Linked DNA regions of Macaca fascicularis: region 2 is linked to region 1. Evidence: chromatin contacts called from public Hi-C data. All regions are on one chromosome and are shown on one strand. Each heading gives the region's core, a stretch centred on a gene start, on an enhancer-like site or on the middle of the called end of the contact. The rest is flanking DNA. Distances are from core to core; before and after follow the strand shown.

Region 1 (2,924 bases), core at 239-2,738:
AGCCGTGTGTGGTGGCATATGCCTGTAATCCCATCTACTTGGGAGGCTGAGGCAGGAGAATCGCTTGAACCCAGGAGGCAGAGGTTGCAGCGAACCAAGATCGGGCCATTGCACTCCAGCCTGGGGGACAAGAGCGAGACTTCGTCTAAAATAAAATAAAATAAAATAAAATAAAATAAATAACTAAAAAATAAAAAATACGTAACATTTATTTACTTCTCAAAGGTAAATTATAATACTTATCGCAGATGAGTATGGAGTCAAGAGCTCCATATATCTGTACCTGTCTAGTCAGTCCCAGGTAAATCACTACAACGCTTAGCTTCCGCTCTCCCTTATATACAATAAAACAGTACTGCATAGGTATAAAGGTTGGGGGAAGTAAATGAAGTAAGCCCAGTGAAATGAAAATGTCTATTAACACAGTTCCCTCTCCCCTGCCCCCAATTTCTCCAGCTCCATTAAGGAAGGAAGTGCTATATGAAGAAGTCATTCCTTAATATGTGTTCAGACACTCTGTAGACAGAATTCTCAAAAGAGGGGTAGGGCATCAGGATCAACCAGGTGAGTCTACCCTCAAGCCATTAAAAAGGGTGTTAATACTAGACTCAGAACTTTAAAAGAAAAACGCACCGATCTCATTCATTGAAGTTATTTTTTGTGTGCAGAATAAAATTGTGTGAATAAAATGCAAGCAGCACCGTAAGTAGACCACAACCGGGGGAAAGAAACTGTAAGGCCCGAGTACGCATTATGGTACAGTACGTTCTCACCAGCTCCAATTCCTCTTCATCTAGGAGGGTTGGAAGCGCGGTTTTATCAGGGCACGGCGACAAAGGGGCTGAAACGCGGGCACTCGCTGGAGCGCAAACCCTCCCGACTCGAGGCGGGGAGAGATCTGGGCTCCGGAGAGGAGCGCCCCGTGCCCCACGGCCCGCCGGCTGCGGCGCTGAGGCGCGGAAAGCGGCGCGGGCCCGGCAAGCGATGTGCGCGGCGCCGGGGCTGAAAGCTGGCCGAGAGGGCGGAGGCGCGAGTCCCGCCCAGGCCGCGGAATAGTCCGCGGGCTCACACCTCCCCCGGGGAGGCGCCTCCGCCGGCAGCGCAGCCTAGGCCCGCGGGGAGGCTCCGCGCAGCCCCGCCGGGCCTCGGCCGGGCTCCGCGGCGCGGCCGTTACCTCGCCCCTCCTCCGAGCCCCCAACCTGCAGCCGCGGCCGTTCACCTGGTGGCATCCGCGACGTTCCTGATGAACAGGGAGGTGTTGGGGGGCCTCGTGTAGCGAGACATGACCGCTTCCTCTGTTCCCTCCGGGTGTGCCAGCGGCCGCTAGTCTCGCTCAGTCTCCCGCTACCGCCGCTGCCGCCACAGGAGCTCCGCCGGCCCCCGGCGCGACCCCCACCCCTCGGCCTCAGCCCCGCCAGCGCGCAGCCGCAGAGGCCGGCGCAGGGGGGGCGCAGCGCGGCGCCAGCCTGGACGCACGGGCCGGGGGCGGGGGCGGGGCCGGCGCGGCCCGGGGACCGCGGGAATCCCGAAGACAGGAGCGTGGCCGTTCCGAGGCCCTGTGGGATCCAGGTATGGAGGGTCCTGGAGTGCGACGGGATTTGGGGAGGGGGCGGCGGGGGCTAGTGTATGTCAGGAGGGCGGAAGCCAGAGGGGGCTTGGGGCCGCGGCGGGGACGTCGGGGGTTAGAGGACCCAGAGGTGGTGGCGGGGCTGCGGCTGGGCGGAGGTGGGGGCGGTAAGAGCCGCGTTCAACCGCGCCCCCGCCCAACCCCCTGGGCTCTCAGCGCATCGTCCTCAGCCCAGGACCTTGGCAGTTGGTAGGCCTCCTGCCCCTTTGGTCTTGAGCTTTCAGCTTTCCAACTGTGAGGTCTCGGTTTTGTTCGGATTTGTTTTTTAATAGAGACGGGGTCTCGCTGTGTTGCCTAGGTGGTCTCGAACTCCTGGGCTCAAGCCTCTCGTGCCTTGGCCTCCCAAAGTGCTGGGATTACAGGTGTGAGCCACCGCGCCTGGACTGTTGGATTTTTAAGTATTACATGATTCTTCATCCTTTATTCACTTGGGACATAACACTCAGCTGTGAGTACATTCATTCAAATGTTTATTGAGCGTCTACTATGTACCAGGCACTTAGCGTGGGATATAGCAATGAACAAACAGGCCAAGCCCCGCCCTCAGAGCTTACTTTCTAGAGAGGGGGACAAACGAATGTACAAATGAATACATGATGTAGGAGACAGCAGTTAAAATGCGGGGACAATTAAGCAAAATTTAAATTACCCTCTCCCCATTCCCCCAAAATGTTGTAGCCCATTCCCTTCTAGTTAGACTCTTGTGTTCGCTTTGCTCCTGTGGCCTGCAGGCACAGCCTGTTACTCAGCGCTGGCACTGTAACCAGGCAACTCCTGAGTGTGAAGAGTACCCCTTTTCGCTCTCTGAAGTGGTAGGCTTTGAAGAATACATGTCACGGTCACCCTTCTAGCTCACAGCCCTCCCAGAGGCTGTGGAGGTTCCTCAGTCTGCAGCTGTACTGGAACGGTGGCTATTCTTTCATTCAGAAGGGATTGCTTTGGCACTGCAGGCACAGGGCTAGACTGGCATCGTGCCTATTCCCCTGGAGCTTAGAATTTGGTAAGGAGGCAGAATCTAACAGTCACACTGGTAAAGATACAGACTATGATACAGGGCTATGAAAAGAACTATATGCTGCTGAGAGCGGGCATTGTGGGATGATGAGCAAGGCTAGAGGGTCACTTCTGTTCCCTGAGCAAGTCTTGAAGAGATGGGTAAAGAATGGAGAAGAGTAATTAGTGCAGTGGAACAGCACGTGCAAAGGCTTTGAGGCAATATAGTAAACGAGGCAAAACAGAAGCATGAAGCTGGAGAAGAGTTGGAAAATGAGGCTGGAGAGCAGGCTGGGTTCATAAT
Region 2 (2,700 bases), core at 68-2,567, 140 kb before region 1:
AAACTACAAGAAAAATGATTTAAAGAAACAAAAACCAGACCAAGCAGGGTGGCTCTCGCCTATAATCCCAACACTTTGGGAGGCCGAAGTGGGAGCATCGCTTGAGTCCACGAGTTCAAGAGCAGCCTCGGCAACATAGTGAAACTGTCTCCACAAGAAATAAACAAAAAAATTATGGCTGGGCGTGCTGGCTCACGGCTGTAATCCCAGCACTTTGGGAAGCCGAGGCGGGCGGATCACTTGAGGACAGGAGTTGGAGACCGGCCTGGCCAACATGGTGAAACCCCGTCTCTACTAAAAACACAAAAATTAGCCAGGTGTTGTGGCACGCACCTGTAATCCCACCTACTTGGAAGGCTAAGGCAGGGAGCCGATATCACGCCACTGCATTCCAGCCCGGGCGGCAGAGAGAGACTATGTCTCAAATATATATATTATAAATGTGTATATATATATTAAATAAACAAAAAAAGTAGCCGGGTGCGATGGCAGGAGCCTGTAGTCCCGGCTACTTGGGAGGCTGAGGTGGGAGGATCGCCAGCCTCAGCGAGAGACCCTGTTTCACAAAAAAAAATAAAAACAAAAAACTAACAAAAACACCCTCCAGATTCCCAGTCTCAATGTGACCCCATTTCACCGCTGGGAACCGCCCCTTCCCTCCTTATCCTCCTCCATCTCAAGACTGACACTCATCCCTTCTAATTCGAGGGGAAGGTTGAACCCTAAAAGGTTCACAAACTACTAAGACTCAAAGTACGCCCACTGTATTCCTGGATCCTCACCTCCTGCCACCAACCTACTGTCTACCTTCACATTCGCACAGTTAGCCTGGCAGGAATAGTGACAAGTGCCCCCCATCCGCCGACCATCCCCTCCCGTTCATGTTCCCAAACATTCGTCCACGAAGCGTAATCAGATGGAGCATATCCCACTCCTGAAATACCACTAACGGGCACAGAACCACCAAAAGCTGAGCTCCTCAGTCGGCCCACCCCCGGGCACGCTGGAGTGTGGGGATTCGAATACCCCCCAGTCCAGGTTACCTGCCACCGGCTGGCCGCGCCGGGGACAGTTCAGCCACCGCGGCGGGATCTTGTTGTGAGCCATGTCTTGGGGGCTGCGCAGAGCTGCCCTCCCTCACCAACGTTCGCCGCGCCTTTGCAGCCGCCTCCCCGTGGTCCGGTGCGCACCGGGGTCCGAGACACCCGAATCGCAGCAGTAATCCGAATTCCAGCCGCTCAAATCCGGGTAACGTCAGGGGCAGCGCGCCACTTTCATTCAGGATCAACTCCACCGCTCCAGGAGAACCCACAATGCACTGCAACTTCCGCCCCCGAAGGCCCCGCCCCCTTCTTTCCGAGGTCAGAGGGAAAGAAGAGGAAGCTCTGCGGAAGGATAGCAAAGAGTTAAGGCGGCGACGAATGGGAGGAGCGGTCCGTCTCTCGCCCCGCTCGGCCCCGCCCCTCCCGGTCGCGGTCCCCGGACGCGCACTTGCGCTCCTGGTTTGCCTTTGCATATGTGCAATTGCGTTTGTACCGAACTCCGCAGGACGAAGCGTGTATTTTTTTCCAATCTAGACAACCTAGAGAAACCCAAAAAAGAGGGAAGCCAAGCCCCTTTCCATGCGTTGATTGCCCGTCACTTCCATTAAGGCATCTGTTTTACTGATGAAGGAGGCCTTCTGAGCGTTACCACAGCGCAAGCTTGGCGTCCCAGCTGGATCTAGGTTTGATTTGGTATTAGGGAAAGTTGTTCAAGGGAATAAGTCTTAGGAGAATTCTAAGGGCGTGAGATTGGAGTACCAGAAATGGGGAATTTTTCTTACGGTGAGTACTTACGAGGATCTATGAAGCGTCTGAAATTAATTCCAGAACACTTAGAGTTTTGTTTGTACATTTCTTTATCAAAGTTTCAAAGCATACTGGGGAGTTTGAGAAGGTCCATGTCTCCAAAAAAGTTACTAAATAATGTGTATAATTGACAAAGGCAGGAGTTGCTCAGTGGAGAACCGTTTCGTGGCGGTGTTCTCCTCTGCCTACCAAATAAACAGTCCCTTTTATTTTCCCTTCGAGTTAAGCAGAGGTGCTTGGAAGCATTTTATGAATGCCGTCCTTTAACGAGCCTTTCCTTTGTTACCAGATTAAATTAGTGTTAAATATAAAGCTGGATGATGGCAAATCAATTATAAAGTAGTTTGGCTTTAAACACCAATGCTGTATTGGAACTGCAAGAGCATAAGGCTGCAGGGAATACATTTTTAAAGCTTCGATGGGGAACTTTCTGGGAAACTCAACCCCTTGAATGCCTGGACCCCCTCAGTAAGAGTCCCATCAGTAGAGACAGTCTGACAGCCATCTCTCTGAGGCAGCCTGAGTTAGGTCACACTTCTGGTCTGTCCTGCTGTTGCGTCTGCTCAGAACTGTTAGTGAAAGTGTCAACTCCTCCCCTGACAGAACAAGATAATACCCAGTTTGTTTTAAGGCCATCAGTCTACCCAAATAATCTCCTATTAATTCCCTTTTCTGCTGATAGAGTGTGTACCATGCCCAAAATGGTAAAAAAATAAAACCTTCCATCCCCAGCCCCCTTCAAGGATGGGAAAGGTGAGCCTGATCCTGGAAGAGTATCTTACCTTCCCCTTCTGGGGATGACTCCCCTTGGAGACTCCCCTTCCCACACACACTGTATCTACCCAGTAGC

Evidence for each region. A called contact is a pair of places that touch in the nucleus more often than the background predicts.
Region 2: a contact with region 1 is called in a Hi-C map of skeletal muscle, with 6 times the contacts expected there. The contact joins the promoter of RNGTT here to the promoter of PM20D2 in region 1. A contact is called at or near these places in 2 of 2 Hi-C or Micro-C datasets (liver and skeletal muscle).

What each region holds. Positions count from the first base shown.
Region 1 is chr4:86,264,079-86,267,002 of T2T-MFA8v1.1, reverse strand. It overlaps PM20D2 (peptidase M20 domain containing 2), which reads left to right and starts at 1,488. Exons shown (of 9, transcript XM_074037491.1): 1 at 1,488-1,569. SRSF12 (serine and arginine rich splicing factor 12) reads right to left here and starts at 1,407. Exons shown (of 6, transcript XM_065543745.2): 1 at 1,220-1,407.
Region 2 is chr4:86,408,550-86,411,249 of T2T-MFA8v1.1, reverse strand. RNGTT (RNA guanylyltransferase and 5'-phosphatase) reads right to left here and starts at 1,317. Exons shown (of 15, transcript XM_074037494.1): 1 at 1,142-1,317. LOC135970574 (a long non-coding RNA gene) reads left to right here and starts at 1,447. Exons shown (of 2, transcript XR_010586323.2): 1 at 1,447-1,826.